Linked DNA regions of Mus musculus: region 2 is linked to region 1. Evidence: chromatin contacts called from public HiChIP or PLAC-seq data. All regions are on one chromosome and are shown on one strand. Each heading gives the region's core, a stretch centred on a gene start, on an enhancer-like site or on the middle of the called end of the contact. The rest is flanking DNA. Distances are from core to core; before and after follow the strand shown.

What was found. HiChIP or PLAC-seq counts read pairs in DNA pulled down with a chosen protein or histone mark.
Region 2: an HNF4G HiChIP or PLAC-seq map of pancreatic cancer cells shows a contact between it and region 1. The contact joins two enhancer-like sites. A contact is called at or near these places in 1 of 39 promoter capture datasets (the HPC-7 cell line), 2 of 484 Hi-C or Micro-C datasets (the P5424 cell line and embryonic stem cells) and 2 of 115 datasets of contacts at active chromatin or transcription factors (embryonic stem cells and pancreatic cancer cells).

What each region holds. Positions count from the first base shown.
Region 1 is chr9:58,540,374-58,545,947 of GRCm38.p6, forward strand. It overlaps Cd276 (CD276 antigen), which reads right to left. Exons shown (of 8, transcript NM_133983.4): 2 at 294-567. The coding sequence starts at 372. Among named protein-coding and RNA genes, the nearest start is that of Cd276, 12 kb to the right of the region's middle. Within about 2 kb of position 1,773, at least 158 of the 459 cell types and tissues checked have an H3K27ac peak or open chromatin away from gene starts, as enhancers often do. A contact at or near this core is called in the P5424 cell line and pancreatic cancer cells, where this site is marked.
Region 2 is chr9:59,242,808-59,248,378 of GRCm38.p6, forward strand. No RefSeq gene overlaps it. Among named protein-coding and RNA genes, the nearest start is that of Gm33053, 11 kb to the left of the region's middle. Within about 2 kb of position 2,539, at least 22 of the 459 cell types and tissues checked have an H3K27ac peak or open chromatin away from gene starts, as enhancers often do. A contact at or near this core is called in the P5424 cell line and pancreatic cancer cells, where this site is marked.

The DNA of each region.
Region 1 (5,574 bases), core at 523-3,022:
GCAAAGGTTTGCAACAAAATAAAGAATGGAGTCATGCCTGTGTCTGAGGACAGAAAGTTTTCGGCAATGGTCCTGAGCAGAGTTCACACAGTGTGTTCAGGAACTTGCATTATCATAGCATACTGTCCCATTTTACAGATGAAGAAGCAGAGGCTAAGGTAAAGGAGGTTGGTGGCCTGTGGAGCCCAGAGATGGAAATCAATATGCTTCTTCAAGACAGAGACAGCCTGGCTGGAGCCCAGGGAGGAGTGGACATCCCCACATACCATCATGATCATGACCCTTCCCCTCACCTGTGAGGCAGAGGCACAGCACCCCCAGTGCTGTGCGCACACACACACCCACACTGGGGCCACCCCATCCTCGAAGCATCTTCCTGTGAGACAGCTGACAGCTGGGCTCTCCGTGGCGAATGGCTGCTCCTGCCCGTGGAAGAGGAAGAGGGGCCTTTGTCTCGAAGTTCCTCCAAAGGCCTCAGGATCATCCAAATCCAAGTGGGAAGAGGCCAGGCGGCCAGCCAGACAAAGCCGATGAGCTTGGGGTCCAGGCTGTACCAGGTCACTTTGGCTGATGGGAGAAATGGGACAGTAAAGGGGTAGACTTTAGACAGACTTAGGGTTCAACTTGAAACGTCTACTCAACTACTAAAGGTAGCCAGGAGCCACTGAGGGTTCTGGAATAAAGAAACCACATTGTCAGGGCTACTTCGATAGCATGTGCAGGGTAGATGAAAGGGGCCAGCCGAGTGATAAGGCAGGAAGAGATCACAGTGACAGTATCTGAGAGCATAGGACACGGGAAGGCAACTGTCAAGACACTTGGTTCTGAGACCTGGTTATTGGGGCAGGAAATGTGGAGCCTTTTGTCCAAGGCATGTTAGGTTAGGAGCATGTGTGCAGAAACCCCAGGACAGAGCCCTAGCTAGGAGTAGCAGAAATGTAAGGATGTGGAGTCTGGGAGAGACATCTGCTAGTTTAATACACATGTACCAAACAACCAAGGCCCAGCAGAGAAGAAAGAGACCAGGGGCAGGGCTGGGGTCAGCGTCAGGCCTCAGCAAGAGTTGGATCGCTTACAACAGACCAAGCCTAGCCCAGGGTGGTCCCAGACTCCCCTGGGTTTAGCTTGCAGGTGCCTGACTCAGGCAGGCTGCAGGCACTTCTTGTGTCTCTTGCTGTTGCCTGCTCAAGCCATGTGACCCATGTCCACCCGTCCCACCTAACAGTAATTAGCAAGAATATGAACATTTTGTATCCATGACCACCTCCAGAGATAGACCGTAGGCCTTGGTCACATTTAGCAGGAGAACCAAACAAATACATAACAATACATAACAAATACATAAACAAACCCAAACACAGGAGCTGAAAGAGCCCAATCCTTCCGAACTCCTTTTTACCTCTGATGGAGCAAATGCTGCCTACAGCCAAGCATGTGGTCTAGCCTCAGGTACACAGGGACAACCCTTCCATCCCTATCACACACTTTCTCGACCCCCCCCCCATGTCAGGCAGCTGCACAGAGGGAGTCCCTCAGCCAAACCCTGCATCCTGGCCAGCCACCCACTTCCCTGGCTGTCCACGGTTCACTGCGGGGGAAGCCCTGGGCAGCCACTTCCTTTCCAGATGCTTCCAGTCCAAAGTCTGGTGGCCTCAAAGCCTGGCTGTCTAGGTGCTGAGTCAGCAGCCCCAATTCATAGTGGCACCCTTGGGGACACCACTTCCTGCCTGACAAGGGCACCGTCAGCCTGCAGGAAAACCTAGCAGGCAGCTGCCTGTACTGCTGGCTACGTGCCACGGGAAGCTAAAGCCTACAGAGCTGCCAGCTTCTAAGGCTTCTGTCCTTGTTTACTTCTAAACAGAAGCAAAACCAGGGAGCTGGGATGTGGCCCAGCTGGCGGAGTGCTGTCCCAGCAAGTACACAGCTCCTGGTTCAACCTCTGAGCCCCTCTTAAACCAGGTGTGGTGGTACATGCCGGTAAGCTGGGCATTCCCAGACAGAAGCGGGACGATCAGGAGTTCAGGGCCATTCTTAGCTATGTAGTGAGTGAGGGCAAGGCCATCCTGGGTCACAAGAGATGCCGTCTCAAAACAAAAACAAATCCGGAGTCTGTCAGCGATTTTTGGACCCCCTCACTTGGCTGCCTAAGCCTGCCATCTAGGGCCACCAGGGACCCCTTTACTGATCCTGTAAGTCCCACATATCACCCCTACCAAACTCAATTCTCTCAGGTGCCTTCTCTTGAGACCTAAGACAGGAATCAGCTCATGTCCTCCCCTGCTTAGGAATCTCCCATGGCTCCACAATAGTTACAAGAGAAGACCTACATATCTCTACTTGTCACTGAAGGCTTTTCCTAGGATGCCTTCTCATGCTGCAAGCTATTTCCTGCTACTGGGCTTTACCCCTACCTAGAATCACTTGTGAATGTCTGTTGAATATGTGGGATCAAAGAGTCCCTCTCCTGGTCAGGCAGAGTTGAGTTTCCCAGAGCATAGCTGTTCCTCACTCCAGAAGGCCCAGGAGAGGCGTCCAGAGTGGACACTAGCCTTGTTCCCTTTGATTCTTCTCCTTCATTCTGGACTCAGGAAGCCCATCATTGTAATCCAGCCTAGACACTCCAGGGAGCCCCCACCCCCACCCCCACGAAAGACTACAGAGTGCTTTGGCCTCTTGTAGAGACACTGTAGGTAAGAGACAGCCATTCTCACTTTTGAAGCTACTGCATGCAGATTCAACCAATCCCAGAAGATTTAGGACCCAAGGACACTCTTAAGACATCACCCAATGCAGACCTAGATGGGCCAATCTTTTCCCCCTTAATCCAGGACCAGCTAAGTTTCTGTCGTGTACAACTGAAGGAACCCTTATATATATATGTAGATTCGCCTGTGCGTTGGACAATCCCTTTAATAATGCATGGAATACCTGTAGCAGAGGCCGTGGGCACAAAGGTGACTAATGTGTCTGCATGTTCTCAAATAGCAGACCCAATACAGAAGGCAGACATGCCTTTCACTAAGGTGCACTTTAAGATTCCACGAGGGCTGCTGTGTGGCATCTGAGAGCCATCATAGCCTCCGAGTGTGTCCTGAGGACCTGGAGCAGCTCTCCACGTAAGGCTGGGCAATGTGAGATTCATCTTAGCCCCATCTGCTGCCTCTCAAGCACATCTCCTTGATATGGCAGCGTATGAAAGACCAAGGCTCGAAAGCAGAAGGAACTGAATGTGATCATCAGAACTCAGGGACTACCAGGCATGGTGGTACTCGCTCCAGGACTGGGGAGGTGAACAAAGACAGATCCTTAGGTTTACTGGCAAACCAACCCAGCCTGCTTAGTGAGCTGTGGGCTAGTGAGAGAGCCAGTCTCAAAACAGAAGCAACTAAATAAAAAAACAAGGTGGACGACAATTGAGGCTCAGCAGTCAAGGTTGTCCACTGGCTTCCACAGCTAGTGCCCACCCAAGCGCGCGCGAGCACACACACACACACACACACAATGACAGAAAATGAGCCCAAGGTTTGGGGCTCTGCCACTTCACTGTACAGTCTTACTAAGGTCTCCCACAGTGGGGGGTTGCATAAGGATGACCCTCATAGATTCATACAGTCGAATACCTGGCCTCCAGTTGTTCAGGGAGGATTAGGAGGTGTGGCCCTGTTGGAAGAGGGTTGTCAGTAAGGGCAGGCTTGAAGTTTCCAAAGATTGGTGCTGTTCCCAGTGTGCTCTCTGCCTCCTGCTTGCAGCTTAAGCTGTGAGCTCTCAATTCTTCCTGCCACCATGCCTTCGCTCTGCCATCATGGACTTTAAAGCCCTGGAACTGTAAGCTCTTAAACTTAAACTCTTCCTTTTATAAGTTCCTTTGGCCGTGGTGTTTTATCACAATTTAAAAAATGATCACACCAACTTTAAAAAAAAAAAGGGAGGAGAGTGTGGGCAGCGGGGGGGGGGGGGGGGCTGGAGAGATGATGGCCCAGTGGCTAAACGCATTTGCTGCTCCTGCAAAGCACCTAGGTTCAGTTCCCAGCACCCACATGGTGGGCCACAACCATCCGCAACTCCAGTTCCAAGAGATCTGACCCCCTCTTCTGACCTCTGGTATCAGGCACTCCCATGGTACAAGATATACGTGCAGGCAAAACATTCATACACATAAAATAAATGGCTCTTGTTTAATTTGTAATTATTCACCGAAGTCTTTAATATTTAACGTCTAAGCATTGACGTGCATGGAGCACATGCACAGAGGTGAGAGGTTCTCTCTTTACCACATGGGTCTTGGGGATTGAACTCCGGTTGTCAGGCTTGGAAATAGGCACCTCGCCTTGCTGAGCCATCATCTTACTAGTCAACGTCCTCTCTCTGAGTGCAATGTTTCTAAAAGAAAACCTTCGCTAAGTTTAGTGGATCTCTAATATATTAATCCTTAGTACTATCACGCAAGTGACACTGAAATACATACAGCCATGTCACCACAGAAGACACCAATTATTTCCTTAAATCTGTTCTTTCCTGAGGCATTAGTAGTCAGGCACAGGGCTGCTCAGCTAAAGACTACAGATCCCAGACTCCCTTTCATCTGGGTGTGGCCACAGGATCATTTCCTGGCTAATACGATTTCAGAAGAACTAACAAGTACAGTTTCTGGGTCAGGTCCTTAAAGATGGAAGGCACACTCTTTCTTTCTTTTCATCCTCCCCCTTCCAATGCATGGACCAGAGATGAGGCAAACCTTGTAGGACCAAACTGCCAGGCAAGCATTACAAGCCAGCAAGATAGAGGGTCTCTGGGGCTGCGGTTTCCACCCTGGATATAGCCAGATGGTCACATGGGTGAGACGTAAGCATCTGCTCCAGCATAAGTCACTGTTATTTTGGTCTTTCTTACGGCATCTGAATGAACTAATTTAGGGAGCCATCCCTCTCTGTTTATCTCTTCCTTCTCTCTCCACCCTAGGAAAATTGCTACTGCTCAGAGCCACAAAAGGAACCGTCTAAAATAGGTGTCTCAAAATGTGAGCTACAGACAGTCTTGACAATCACCGATGGATCACAGAGCCCAGCTAAGAGATTATTTCACGGATGGAAGTGACCCAGGGTGTGTAAGAAAAGAGCAAAGACTGATGCTTAGAACAAATGGGTGAATGTGGGCCCACAGAATAGGATGTGGAGACGAGGGAGCGAGGCATACTCCAGGGGAAGAAAAAAAAATCACACTGAAAATAAGCTAGGTTCGTTCCCCAGCAAAGTGAGAGACAGGGGAAGTCATTCACACAAGGTGACCACAGAAACCAGAGCTGGGATTCCCGCAGAGACCAGAGACTGGGGACCAGCAGAACGAGAAGAGGCCCCAGGGCAAATCCTGGAGTAACCTCAGAAGTGGATGGCTAGGTGTCAGAACAGGAGGCCTTTCCCTGGCCACCCTTGCTCAGCTCCTATGCTCTCTCTGAGGATGGACACCAGCTACCCCCAGGCAGTCTGCTTGTGTTGAAGCAGATCACTGGCAGAAAATGCTTCCTTACACTGAGCCCAAATCTCTCTCTCAGGACAGCCTATATTGGTCCTCATGAAG
Region 2 (5,571 bases), core at 1,289-3,788, 700 kb after region 1:
GTGTGTATGTGTGTGTGTGTGTGTGTGTGTGTGTAATACCAGCAGAAGCCAGAAGAGGGTTGGATCCCCTGGATCTAGAGTAAGGTGGTTGTGAGCCACCCATTGTGGGTGCTGGGAACTGACCTCAGGACGTGCAATGAGTGCTCTTAACTGCTGAGCTGCTATCAAGCCACCAAGGGTGACTCACGTCTAATGAACAGAATGTTGTAAAATTATTCCAGCTTTGACATTAACGTTATAAACAGATGGTGGACTCCATATTGCTAGCTGTTATATATGTTCTTTCTCTCTCTGTCTTTCTCTCTTTCTCTCTCTCTCCCTCTTTCTGTGTCTCTGCCTCTCTGTCTGTCTCTCCCTCCCTCCCTCCCTCCCTCCCTCTCTCTCTCTCTCTCTGTCACACACACACACACACACACACACACTCCTGTGAGGCCTCTAGCTAATAACTAGTGAGAAAATGATGCTTTCTGTTCAATAACTGTGAGAAACTAATTTTTCCCACTGTGAGCATGGGTGTAGACTCCTCCAGTCACAAGCTTAGTCAATGTCTGATTACAACCTTTGAAGAAACCCTTCAGAGCACATAGCCTCACATTCCTAACCCAGAAGAAATAGGAAATGATAAGTATTTATTGTTTTAAGCCGATAATGTATGTGATTATTTGTTATATAACAAAAAAAATGCAGTCCCTGTGTAGTGGGAGGCAGTGTGAAAGGCAAGAGAGGAGGGTTATTGACGGGCATGGGGAAGTTTAGAGGACTGATAGAGATGATCATGACCCTGTATGGTATGATGGCTTCATGGGTATATGCAAAGCCAAAGTGTAATCGCTTATATGCTTTACATATGTGCAGTTTATTGATTAAAATTATACCCTAATGAAGACGCCCTGTAAAAGACTGCTAGAAAGTCAGAGAACAACTGACAGTATTTATGAGTGGACTCAGTGATATCAAGGGCATTGCTCACTGGCAACTCAGACTGAGGCTATGTTTCAAGGCCAAGGTAGAGTGTGGAGAAATAGAGATGGGTTTGTATACTTTTAACAACACCGGGGAGAATGATAGGGAGAAGGAATCTGGAAGATGCTGCTGGGAACCAAACCTTCTAGAATAGACCAGAAGAGGGGTGGGGAGAAAGAGAATGAATGAATGAATGAATGAATGAGTCAAAACGAAATGAGAAAATCAGCAACCCTACATTTGACCCTCCTCTCCACAAGAATTTGTTTCAAGACCCTCCTTAGGTATCAAAATCTATACAAAATGATGTCAGAATTGCACGTGACCTGTGCTCATCCTCCAGCAGCTTGTGTGTCACCTCTGGAATGGCAATTACTGGCTCCGCACACAGTATCACACTGTATTTCCGAGGAAATGCTGACAGCAGAAAAATCTATACAAATTAGATATAGTCAAGTTTGGTCAAATGATTTTTCTTTTCCCACTTTTGTGTGTGTCATACATGTGTGCATGTTTTCATGTATGTGCACACACGTGTGTGGATACATACACATCCTGTGGAGTCCTAAGGTTAATGTCAGAGTAGGTGATATCACTCTTCTACCTTAGTCACTGAACCAGGGTGTTGGGTTTGGTGTGGTGCTGCTATGTATTCAAATGCTAAATTCTGTGCCCCACGATCTGGTTGCCCCAAGATGAGAATGAATTCTCAGGTACACCAGCTTTGGTTGGGCAAACCTTGCTCCCCAAGCTAATTGGTCAATAAAAGACTAAAGCAGGACTTGAGAATTAAGTGAGGGATCTCAGGAGACCAGGAAAAAAAAGAGAGAGAGAAGACAAAGAGAGAAGGCAGCCATGAGAAGAGAGAGACTGTGAGCACATGGTTAGGAGAAACATAGCAAGGGACATATGGCTGAAATATATGTTAGAGGAACTCAAATCCTGCCCAATCTAGGCTTACAACTTGCAAATCAATACCAGGATTGTGTGTCTTTTATACAGGCTGGATAGAATATATAATTCATACAATAGAAGGGCCTCTCAATCAAACCAGAGCTCACCGATATAGCTGATGTTATTATCTAGCTTACTCTTGGACTCCCCTGTCTCCACCTTCGGCTGGACTTAGAAAAGGGGTAGCATGCCAACCTATCTACTGGGATCTGGGGATATGACAAGCACTCTAAACACTGAGAAATCTCTTCAGCCTTCAAATATAATGTATATTTATCTTCAGCTGATTAAACCTGTGGACAAGGAGGCCAACTGCAGAAACAGCTCTTTTGAGAAGTTTTGTTGCAGGAACAAGGAAGGAATTGTGCTCATAGCTAGAGCAGGTATAAAGTCAAGGAAACAGGCTTCAAGACGAGAATCAATAAGGCCTGTTTGTATGCTGATGGGTACGGTATAGAGGTTTCTGACGATACTGTACTATGTGGAGAACAGATAATGAAAGAGACAAGCCCTCCTGTAGGTGACACCCACTTGTCAGAGCAGTGTGTACATGTAGCCTGCGGCTCCCCACCAGGCTACAGGATCATGGACTACAGGGCCAACAGGGCCAAGGCCCTTTTCATTCTTGCAGGCAAGTGACTCACGTGTTGAGTCTACTGAAGGTTTACTTGCTACTAAGCCAATGATTGAGTCACAGAGGGTTACTAAAATGTGCTGTTCATAAACTAAAATTACTCGGACTCCAACTGAACCCTCTGCAAGGAATCTGTCTGCCACACAGCACTTAGCAACACTGTAAAACAATCCCGGGGTTTCCATTGCGGGGGGGGGGGGGGGGGGGGGGTCTTGCGGTCAGTCCTTCACCCTGTTCTGCTGACCTGGCTGCTGTTCTTGCTATTTGCACTAGAACTTTCTCTTTAAATTAGCTTAACCATTACAGCTTGTAGCTTATCTTAGGTTGCAAGGTTAAAGTGGAAGTCCTACAGTGATCCAGATTTGCATAATTCTCACATTCTAATCCCTGAGTGTTGGGCCTCCAGGTCGCTGTAAATTTGGTATTCAATGCAAATAGCTCATACCTCCCTTGCCCACACAATGGATGGACATTTGTAGTGTGATAAAGTTACTGACTTGCTTTTAACTTTTCGGGAGATTTCTTTTGTAGCAGAAAGAACCCGTGTGTATGTTTATATTCTATTAAGGCGACTAATGGATGGGAATGCATGTGGCTGAAGTCTTTGTAACATTTGAGGGTGTCCCCCCCGCCCCCGCTAGAGGAACCCAGAAAGGGAGTGAGAATACAAAGCGTCCACCCTGCTTCTCAGTGGATGGGTCCCACTTCTAGAAGAGGTTTCTTTTTAGGGCCTGGGCGGACTGTTCCCTGGGCAAAGTTCCTGCCGTGTAAGCATAGGGAGCTGCATTCAGATCCTTAGCCCCACGTAAACATCCAGGTACAAAGGCAGGCCTGTGTCTGCCTGCCCCGTGCTGGGAAGTGGGGAGATCCCTGGAGCTTGCTGGCCAGCAGCTTAGCCTAAGTCCGGGTTTCGTAAGAGACCATGTCCCAGGAAATAAGGTGAAAAGAGTTAGAGAAAGAGACTTACCATCGACCTCTGGCCTGCATGCACACGTGCATGCACACCTGCACACATGCCACACGCACAGAAACACACACAGGGAAAATAATTATCTGTGTGTCTATGTATGTATATACATTATATTCTATATTCTATATGCTATATTTTATATATATGGTTCTCAGGAGATGCCTTTGCGCTAGCACAGAGTTGCCACTCCCCAGTCACGTTCCCAGCCAGTTTTTTTTCTGACTGCAGTTTGCAGTATGGGTTCGCTGCCCCTCCCCCACCCCTGCCCACAGCCCCATCATCCCCCCTTTACCCTTATGGAGCCCTCCCAGAGGAGGCTGTGGCTTTTCTACTCCAGTGTTAACATCCTGTTCTGGGCTTCATCTTTCTCCCCCCTCCCCCGAACCCCCACTTTTTTCCTTTGGCTTCTCTCTCTTCATTCCCCAAGATTTACTGTTCCAAATATAACTTCCAACAGGTGTGCAGCCAGGACACGGAGGCTGTGCCCAGCTGTCCTGTCCCCGACACATGGACACTCTCCAACTGGCTTGCTGAAACCCTAGGCCCCAGCACCCTCACCTGGTAAGGATGGACCTCCCTGGGTCCTGGAAGTACAGAGGGTGGGGAGGGCAACTCCTTCCTGAAACAAGTCTGAGGTGTGGGGAGGGGCTGAACAAGCTACCAAACTCTTGCTGGACCAGTTCATGTAGTGAGTTAGACCCTGCTTTTCCATTTGTGCCAAATGGCTATTCAATAGCCCTCCCTATCCTCCCTCCTCTTTCATCGGCCTCCTCTCTTTCTCTGTGCCTGGCCCAGGGTTTAGTAAGAAATAAAGGCTCGATGGGGGGGGGGGCAAATGAGGAGGCTGTGGATGGGGGAGGAAGAGAGAAGGAGCACTGGAAGAAGAAAGGTCCAATGGTTCTGTCCTCAAAGAATAACCCAGCAGGATGTGCTAGCGGGACCATGGCAAACTGCAGTAGACACTGCCCACGTAGTGGGGCCAGCCTCCACTGACATGTGGAAATATGGTCTCAAATTATCAAATACTCCTTTTTTTCTTTTCTTAGAGAAATCCAGACTACAGACTTTAATAAGTAAAATGTCCTTAAGTCTCTTCCTGTGAATATTGTCCTACAGCGTAACAAGAAAAACCAACGCACAGGGCCCTCTGTAACTCTTCATCCCAGGTGTCAATGTTTCCCAGCTACGAAAGAAACTCCTACCCAGAGAGGCTTGTCTGAACCTCCCTTCATTAACCTGTCGTCATTATGGAGTGATATTGACCCAGGTGTCAGAATATGACCCACACTCTAGAGATCAGTGGAGATCGACAGGTTCTAAATAAATGTGAAATTGCTGGAGCAGGTTAGAGGTTAGTCTTGGCAGGCTGTGAACAAACTTGGAACTAAGGAAAACCAGAGGCTCTGGTATCCAAGATGGGGCCAGAAAATCTTCCCAGACCCAACCCAAAGCCTCAATAGAGTAAGCAGTCCAGACAGCTCAAGACAGAAGTGCTGAGTTTGTGCATAGTCCCAACCTCTAGGCTTGGCCCTTGTGGCACATCTATGCACCAACAATATGGTGAGACCACCTAATCCTGACCCACAGGCCTAGCCTGGGTCAAACATCTTTGCTCTGGTCCAGTCTGAGGCAGCCTAGAATCTCACATCAGCAACACAACCAATATAAGAAGTCTACACGCCACGTCCCATCACAAATACACAAGCAATATGAAAGGCCAAGGCAGCATGTGCCCCACAAAAACCTCACTAGTCTTACTGAAGTGTTCTCCAGTGAGAACTACCTAGAGGAACCTCAGGAACACAGAACTTTAAACAAAAACATAACTTTCATCAAAAAAATGTCAAAGAGTTTTAAAAAAAACATGAACAAGAGCTCTGTGGACTCAAAGAGAATAATAAGCACTGAGCTACGCCCAGGAAGACAGAAGCATATGGCTGAGTGAGTCGGAAATCCAGGCCTTGAAAACCAAATTCAGTAAAAAGGTAGAAATATTGAACAGTGTTAAGTTCCGACGTGTGCCCACCTCTCACCACCTGCTTCTGACTCG